Linked DNA regions of Mus musculus: region 2 is linked to region 1. A link is a contact called in public Hi-C data. All regions are on one chromosome and are shown on one strand. Each heading gives the region's core, a stretch centred on a gene start, on an enhancer-like site or on the middle of the called end of the contact. The rest is flanking DNA. Distances are from core to core; before and after follow the strand shown. Region 1 overlaps Slc25a13 (solute carrier family 25 (mitochondrial carrier, adenine nucleotide translocator), member 13). Region 2 overlaps Gm20619 (predicted gene 20619).

Region 1 (3,944 bases), core at 640-3,139:
TGCCTCAGTCTCTGACCTCACCTCACATGAGCTCTAACCATGTTGATTTAGAGGGCATTGTTTTCTCAGTGTCCTCGGTCCCCTCTGACTCTTAAGCCCCCTCTTCCTCCGTGTTCTCGGAGCCCTGTGGGGACGGGTTTGATGGAGACATAGCATTTAGAGCTGAGTGTTCCAAGGCCTCTCACTCTGCACATGGTCTGGCTGTAGGTCTCTGTATTTGTTCCCATGCGCAACAGGAGGAAACTTCTCTGATGATGGTTGAGCAAGGCACTGACTGACCTATGGGTATAACATGATTGTCATTAGGGGTCAAGAGTCACTTTGTCATTTCACTAGTTTTTTTTTTTTTTTTTAGAACAGTGGTTTGGTTTTACCCTAAGTCACTGGGACATCTATTCTCAGGCTTTTTTGTCTCACAAGCAGTGTTGAATATGGGTTCCATATCTCGGAATGAACCTTAAGTCAAAGCAGTTATTAGTCGGTCACTCCCACAAGCTTTGTGCCACCGTTGCCCTAGCCTATCTCGAAGGCAGGACACCACGGTAGATCAAAGGGCTTGTGGCGTGGCTGGCCCACACATTCCTTGAAGAAGTTAGCATGTCCCTTTGAACTGAACTGCATTTGGGGCTATGGCTCACATATCTTCTCTTTGCAGAGGATGGACTCTGCTCTGGTTTAGCTTTCATACTCTGTTTTAGTTAGGTAGACTCCTTGGACAGTCGCAGAGGGTGACCACTAGAAAGGACTTGTGTCCCCTTTTCTCTCTCTGTGAACCATGCTTTCCACTGCCTGGGGCAATGGCGGTTATAGGCCACCCACACCAGAGGTTCCCACACTCCCAGTACTTCTTGTGGTCGCCTGGTCTTCATGGAACAGTTTGCTGCTTTCGGTTGCATGGTTCCGGATCCCTTGAGCTTTGAACTGGTTCTTTCCATCTGTTGTGCACATGGAGCTTGTCCAGTGGCAGCCTTTAATATGAAAAGGCAGGAGCATCTTCATCAAAGTTTGCTGCAAAGCTACAGAAAACCCCGAAATCTAAGTATAGAAGACAAAGACCTGGAAATTCTGAGGCTGGAGTAAACTCATTTTAAAAGAGTTTTTTAGTGAGGTTCTGGAGAGGTTCTGTGATGGCTTCTGATAAAGGTTCCTGCAACCCTGCTCCACTCTTGCTTAGAAACAAGCCTGGAGCTCTTTGAGCATGGAAGTTGTGCTTTAAAGGAGATGGCCAACGTGTGTGTATCAGTTTTCTTGTTGCTATGACCACATATCCAATAGAAGGCAACTGAAGAGAGAAAGCACCTGCTTTATTTACACTTTGAAATATTAGACCTTATGAGGAAGGCATGGAGAGGGGAGCACAAAGCAGGAACATGAGACAGCTCATCATATTGTGCGAATAATTGCACATTGACACTCCACTGGTTTTCCCCTTCTTGTTCGGTCTGAATCTTCAGCCACTGGGACATTGCCACCCAGATTCAAGGTGGGTCATCCCCTTTTCAGTTAGACCTTTCTGGAAACACCTTTGAGATAGTGATACATCCCAAAGTGTGTCTGCATGGTGATTCTAAGGGCAGTCAAGTTGTTAGGAAGATTAACCCCTTCACGATGCCCTCTTTAAATGTTTGGATTCTGTTTCTAATTTGTTCAGACATCTTGTGTTGTTTTAGTGTGTTGTGGGAAGTTCACAGACCAGGGACAAATGCAGATGATGTCACACAGCACAATCAAACACACGTAGCCACCATGAGCTCTGCTCTTTTTGTCCCCATGCCCAGTTGTTCCCATTGTCTTATCACAAGTGGAGATAAGCACTCCATAGGTAAGCTAGGCTAATTGATTTATTGTATTGGCTTTTTGCCCTATTCATTCCTGCATGGCGAGACACCCAGTTCCCCCAGCAGCTCTGTAAACACAGCTTCTAGTAGAAGGGCTCTGAAGTGGCTCTGGGAGCAGCTAGCTCAGGGTGGCATGCAAGCCAGTAGAAGCTGCTCTAAGGACAGTGTTACCTTGTAGGTTCCATGGAGTGTGGCACCTCTTCTACTTGCTTTGCTCTACACATCTGAGTAGAAATGGAAGGAGCTGGGCTGGGGTGAAAAGAGTTAAGAAATGAACTCCTTGATACATGGCACTCTTTTCAGCACAGGGACAAATTGGCAAGGGAGATTGGCAGTGACATCTGGGCTCGGGGCCCCACTGGAGAAGCACCAGGTGTTCCTCCTTTGTTGTTGTGACCACATACTTGACTGAAAGAGAGTTAAGGGAGGAGAGAGTTACTCTGGTCTACAGTTCTGGGGGTATAGTCTACAGCAGGGAACAGGACAGGAAAGTGTGGCAGGACACGATGTGGCTAGATAAACTGTGACCACAGTGAAGAGGCAGAGGGTTGATCGGAAGTGAGGTTGTGGTATAAGTTCCAAGGCCTACCCTGAGTGATTTACTTCCTCCAGTGAGTTTCTACTTCTCACAAGTTTTACAAGCTTCCAGAACAGCACCACCAACTGGAGTCACATGTTAAAACCCAGGAGCCTGTGAAGGGCGTTTCACATGAAATCAACAGACCCAGACTTTCAGCCATGTAGGGCGAGGGGTTAAGGCAGGAGAAGCGAGTATAGCAGACACGAGTTAGCTATGAATTTTAAAAGGACAGCAGCATGAGGATTGGCTCCCTCAGCTCTTTTCAAGCTGTTTAAAAGCTGTTTACGGATGGGTGATGACGTTAGCTTTGCTGTGTGTGTGTTCTTTTTATTTGTTTGTTTATTTGTATTTTGAGACAGGGTTTTTTTGATCTAGTTGCCTGCCACTCCCAAGTCATGTGCCACCACCACACAGCTGATTTTAGCTCTCTGAATTTATTTTCTAATCTATAAAATAGAGGCAATGCCTCCGTTCTGAGACCACACGAAAATACCACTACATATCAGGGCGATGTCTGAAAAGCAAAGGTCTTTATAAAAGTGGTAATAGAAGAATGAGGAAGCTCCTCCCCTACCTGTTGCTGTCTTAGTTTCTTTTCTATTTCTGTGATAAGACCCTATGATCAAAGCAAGATATAGAAGAGTTTCATTTGGGGCATATGGTCTCAGAGGTTAGAGTCTGTGATGTCATCACAAGGACATGGTGGAAGGACCAACTGAGCACTGACATCTTGATCCCCAAGCACGAGGTGGTGTGTATGACCTGTGGACATTTATGATAAAACCACAGATAGATCACCCTACAGGTCTCATTAAAATGATGGCTTTGGGTCTGCTGAGCCATTCACCTCCAGATAATTCAGCTGGGGAAATGCACAGTACGAAACTATCCAAATGACTACGGAACTGCAGATTAATATACACGTTCTAAGATTTTTCATAGGGTAGCACACAGTTATCAAGTGTAGGCGTGGCTAACAGCTCTTTTGAGTCAACGAAGTCAAATGGGACATGGTAGCCTAAGGACTTTTGGAAGACGGGTGCTATAAGAAGTTAGCAAAGTGTTATGGGAAATTCATCAGAGACATGAAGAAATAAAAACAGCCAGGCATCTATCTACACAACAGTGGAATTGGATGAACCAAGAGGACTCCCCTACTCAGTCCTGCTGTCATGAGTACAGTCTTCAGGAGCAGAAGCCCAGTGCACAGCCTGACTGACTGCCTCCACGAGGCTGTCTTGTAGCGCAGGCACTGGCTCTCATTCATGTCCTTACAGCTCTTCTAGGTTTCCTGGTCTAGGATGGCACCTTTGCATGTCTGGAAGACCATGTGCATCTTTACAAGTGATGAGTAACTCTGGTGAGAAAAGCTGGAGACACCGTGTTGACCTCCCAGCTCTACTACCTCTGTCTACTGTGGTGATCTTAAAGGGGACTCACACTCACACTGTGCTGGGGTCACTTGGAGCTTCCCCTGAACACAGGGAAGGCTCGAGAGTGACCTTATTCTCCTACCCTGGACCCCA
Region 2 (4,346 bases), core at 124-2,623, 130 kb before region 1:
TCCTTCCCCATATGTGTCCTGGTAATTGGATGTAGATTGTCAGGCTTGGTGTCTGGAGCCTTATAGGCCATCTCAACACATGGTTATGGTCTGTATGGCATCATTCATCTCTACACACACACACACACACACACACACACACACACACTCACACACACACACACACACACACACACACATGCACACACACACACACTCACACACACACACACACACACTCACACACACTCACACGCACACACACACACGCACACACACACTCACTCACACTCACACACACACACACTCACACACACACTCACACACTCACACACACACTCACACGCACACACACACTCACACTCACATGCGCACACACACACTCACACACACTCACATGCACACACACGCACGCACACACACTCACATGCACACACACTCACAGGCACACGCACACACGCACACACGCACGCACACACACTCACACTCACATGCACACACACACACTCACACTCACATGCACACACACACGCACGCACACACACTCACACTCACATGCACACACACACGCACACACACTCACACACACTCACATGCACACGCACACACACACGCACACACTCACATGCACACACACACACGCACACACGCGCACACACACACACACGCACACACTCACATGCACACACACACATGCACACACACACTCACATGCACACACACACACACAGAAATCCTTATGGGACAAATAAAAGGTTGGCTCTGCCAAAAGACAAATGTCCTACTCTCAAATCCAAAATATTCCTCTTCCAATTGAAAAATATCTACATTGTGGCTTCTTCGAGTTCATACAAGAGACAGCACATTAAATTACAAATCTTTAAAATATCTAATCCAAGACCCAGAAAAGCCATCGTGTTAACTGTCACAAAAGATTTTCACCTTAGTATTTAGTGCCTGGCTGGAGAGGAGTCACCGCCGTGGAATTTAATTTTAAATTGTTTTCCAGTAAACTCAACAGCTCCAACAGTATGAAATTTTGGGAGGTGGCAAGGTGGCTTCAGAGATGTGAGAGTTTTTAAATCCATGTATCAAAGGCTACCTATAACAGTCCCGGGGATTTATCACACTCTCTGCCCCAATTGTTGCTAAAGAGCTCTCAACCAGGCTTCCCTGTGTAAAAAATTCATCTTGGAATTTTTGTCCTCTTTGCTTGCCTGAGACCTCAAAATATCGAGCCTCATATGCCTAGGAACTGTTCAAACATTCCTTTCTAGGGGTTGTCATTAAATCCCTGTTTTCTGGATACAGACGCTGAGGGTGCAGCCACTGGTCAGGGTCACCCAGTGAGGTGGTGCCAGAGCTGGGAATACAACCCAGACTTTCTGACTCCCTGGCCTGTCCCCTGACCAGCAAGCCACATGCTCCTGACCAGTATGAAACAAGCTGTCTGTCTCTGTGTACCCTCAGCGCTGAGGGAAAGAAATGTCAACGTATCCATGTCCCCCCCCCCCCTTAGTACGTTGTTTATTTCGCCAGCCAACAGGCAAGTTTCTCTAGATCATTCTTCATACTTGGAAGGAAAAAAAAAACTTGAATTTAAGGAAAAATTAATTCGTTAAGGAAAGGCTATTTTAATTTGGAAGAGGAAGAAAGCCACTTCTCCCCCGTCGTATCACATTGTGTAACACATGGGTGGTGTAGCCACAGAGCAAACCGCTTCCTGTGCTCTGCCGATGGCAGGCTGTTTTGCCAGCTTTTCCATGTGGCCTTGCACCGGGGTCAGGCCTCCCGTGGTTCCTGGTGAGAGAAGGTCCCCTGTACAAGCCAGGCCTTGACGTGGCCACCCCACCAGCAATTTTGTATCTTCCTTGACCACAAGAAACCCAGTTCGGCTAACGATGCTCCACGGACCACTCAAGATGGAGTCAGAGGTCCAGCAAGATTCCAGACTGAGTCCAGGACAACTTTACTAAGGACAGAGGATAACAGTACAGCCCTCCCTTGCCAGTGATCACAACAGGGGAGTCAGGGTTATCACCTTGAGCAGTGGGTTGGGCTGGTGGGGAAATAGTCACACTTGCGCTCTGAGCTATGACGTTCCTCCTCGGTATTTTATCCCTGCCGTGTCTGAGCAGAAGGCTTTTTTCTCCAAAGGAGCTGATTTGTCTGATCCCAAGAGCCTGTTGCCATCTTAGAGACAACTTCCAAACCCCGTGCTTGGCTTTTAAGCAGCTGCTTCTGTCTTTCCTCTCTCTGTTGGCAGTTTCCAGTGACACGGGACCTAGATCCTGTGAGCAGGCTATATAGCCACTACAGGGGTTTGAGAAGAAAATAGACTATTACCACAGCACCTTTCCTCTGTACCCTGGCTTTGTTAAGCCTCTCAGCCCAGACCAACCTGCCCTCATCAAAGTCATCTCGAAATTTCACACAGCCTCTCAGTCAGTGTGACTCCTCTCTGAGCCTCCCAAATGCGGGTCTCTCCTCATGAAAGACTCTGAGGGCTAAAGCCATCTCTCTGACATTTCAGAACCAAGCCTTCAGTGACTCATGGGTGGCCACACATCAGTTTTCTTACAGTTCTTAAAATCACAATGACCTGGCAGAGAACTGTCCTAGTAGAAGTTCTGGTGATACCTGGCACAGATCTGTTTGCCTCCCCAAGTAGATTGAACGGTCCATCTTTCATTCACACAGTAAATAAACTTCGGAGACAGAAATTTCATTCCAAACAATCTCTCCAAATCAGTGATTTAAGAATATTGTACGAGGGGGCTGGAGAAAATGAGTTAGCAGCTTAGCTCTCTCTTCCAAAGAACCCAGGTTCTATCCCCAGCACCCACGGTAGATCACAACTATCTGTAACTGCAGTTCTAGGGCCTCTGATGCCCTCTTCTGGCCTCTGCAGGGACTGCATCCACGTGTGCACAGGTATAGGCAAGGCTAGATGTCCTTAACCTCTCACTAGCCCTGACTTTAAGTTACAGGAAGGGCCAGAGAAGTGGAACTTCAGGCGGAGGTCAGGATGAGCAAGGGAACAATAGAGAAAGAACACGTGTGGGTGTGGCAAGGTAGGCATATGTGCACCATGAGTGTGCAGGAGCCCTCAGAGTCAGAAGGAGTGTCAGATCTGCTGGAACTGGAGTTATAGACAGTTGAGAGCCACCAACCACATAAAGAACCAAAACCTGGTTCCTCCTCCTCCACAGCCCCGAGTGTTCTTTTTTTTTTTTTTCTTTCGAGACAGGGTTTCTCTGTATAGTCCTGGCTGATCCTGGAACTCACTCTGTAGACCAGGCTGGCCTCGAACTCAGAAATCCACCTGCCTCTGCCTCCCGAGTGCTGGGATTAAAGGCGTGCACCACCACACCCGGGTTGCACCGAATGTTCTTAACCACTAACCATCCACGCAGCATCAGTTGATACCTTTTCCATTCCCCATGGACGTGGTAAAATCCTCTTTGTAGAGAAAAAAAAAAAAACCTGGTAAGAAAAAAGTATGTGGAAAGCGCCAAGTTTGGGTTTTTTCATTTTGTTTGTTTGATTGATTGATTGCTTTCATTTAAAAAAATCTGGAAGGACTGGCGAGGTGACCCTGTGCATACTTGGGTCTGTGATCCACCACAGCCTCCGACTGCCCAAAGAAATCAGCCTGTTTGTGCAAAAGGAAGAGAGGCAGGACTAGGAACTTAAAACCATTCTCACTTATTAAAATGTGTTTGGATAAGCTTCCATATATGTCAGGCAAATAGTCTTTTCAGCTTTATTCTAAAAATAGGATTTAACGATCTGAGAGTCGCGTAATAGGGAAGATTCCTGTTGTTGTTTCCCCCCACGAGAAAGGGGTGTTCACAGCATGGATTACTGCTGGGAAGAGTGTGTTGTGTGAGGAGGGACACGGGGACAATGTGAAGTCTGCATAGTCAAGGGACAGATTGCATTAGAACTTAGAAGCTGAGTTCTTTTTCTGAGGTAAGATTTATTTTTTAATTTAATTATTTCAGATAAGATATACATACTACAGTATCCAACAGTCATTTGGAGTGTACATTAAACGGTATTGTGCACACAAATAATGCCATGCCGCCGTTACTGCTATTACATCCTAACCTTTTCATTAATACAATAAAAACTATACATAAACTCTGTGTCTTTTCCTGCTGCACCCCGCAAGCCTGTCTTCCGTTCCTTTCTCTGTTCACCCAGACAGCATTTGCCCCCTTTGTATCTGACCTATTTCATTAAGTGTGATCTTCCTCGGGTCCATTTAGGTTGTTGTAGACACAAAAAGTTCATGCCAAGAGAGCCAACCCTTTCCATGCAAAGACCACATTGACCCATGTTCTTTGCATGCGTGGCTTGGC

The links. Hi-C and Micro-C count contacts between places; a contact is called where the count stands out from the background.
Region 2: a contact with region 1 is called in a Hi-C map of liver, with 1.8 times the contacts expected there. The contact joins two enhancer-like sites. A contact is called at or near these places in 7 of 484 Hi-C or Micro-C datasets (ECoMG myeloid progenitors, embryonic stem cells, liver and 3 more) and 1 of 115 datasets of contacts at active chromatin or transcription factors (embryonic stem cells).

The regions. Positions count from the first base shown.
Region 1 is chr6:6,147,911-6,151,854 of GRCm38.p6, reverse strand. The region is part of intron 4 of Slc25a13 (solute carrier family 25 (mitochondrial carrier, adenine nucleotide translocator), member 13); the gene reads left to right. Among named protein-coding and RNA genes, the nearest start is that of Slc25a13, 67 kb to the left of the region's middle. Within about 2 kb of position 1,889, at least 45 of the 459 cell types and tissues checked have an H3K27ac peak or open chromatin away from gene starts, as enhancers often do. A contact at or near this core is called in ECoMG myeloid progenitors and liver, where this site is marked.
Region 2 is chr6:6,278,383-6,282,728 of GRCm38.p6, reverse strand. The region is part of intron 1 of Gm20619 (predicted gene 20619); the gene reads right to left. Among named protein-coding and RNA genes, the nearest start is that of Gm20619, 32 kb to the right of the region's middle. Within about 2 kb of position 1,373, at least 38 of the 459 cell types and tissues checked have an H3K27ac peak or open chromatin away from gene starts, as enhancers often do. A contact at or near this core is called in ECoMG myeloid progenitors and liver, where this site is marked.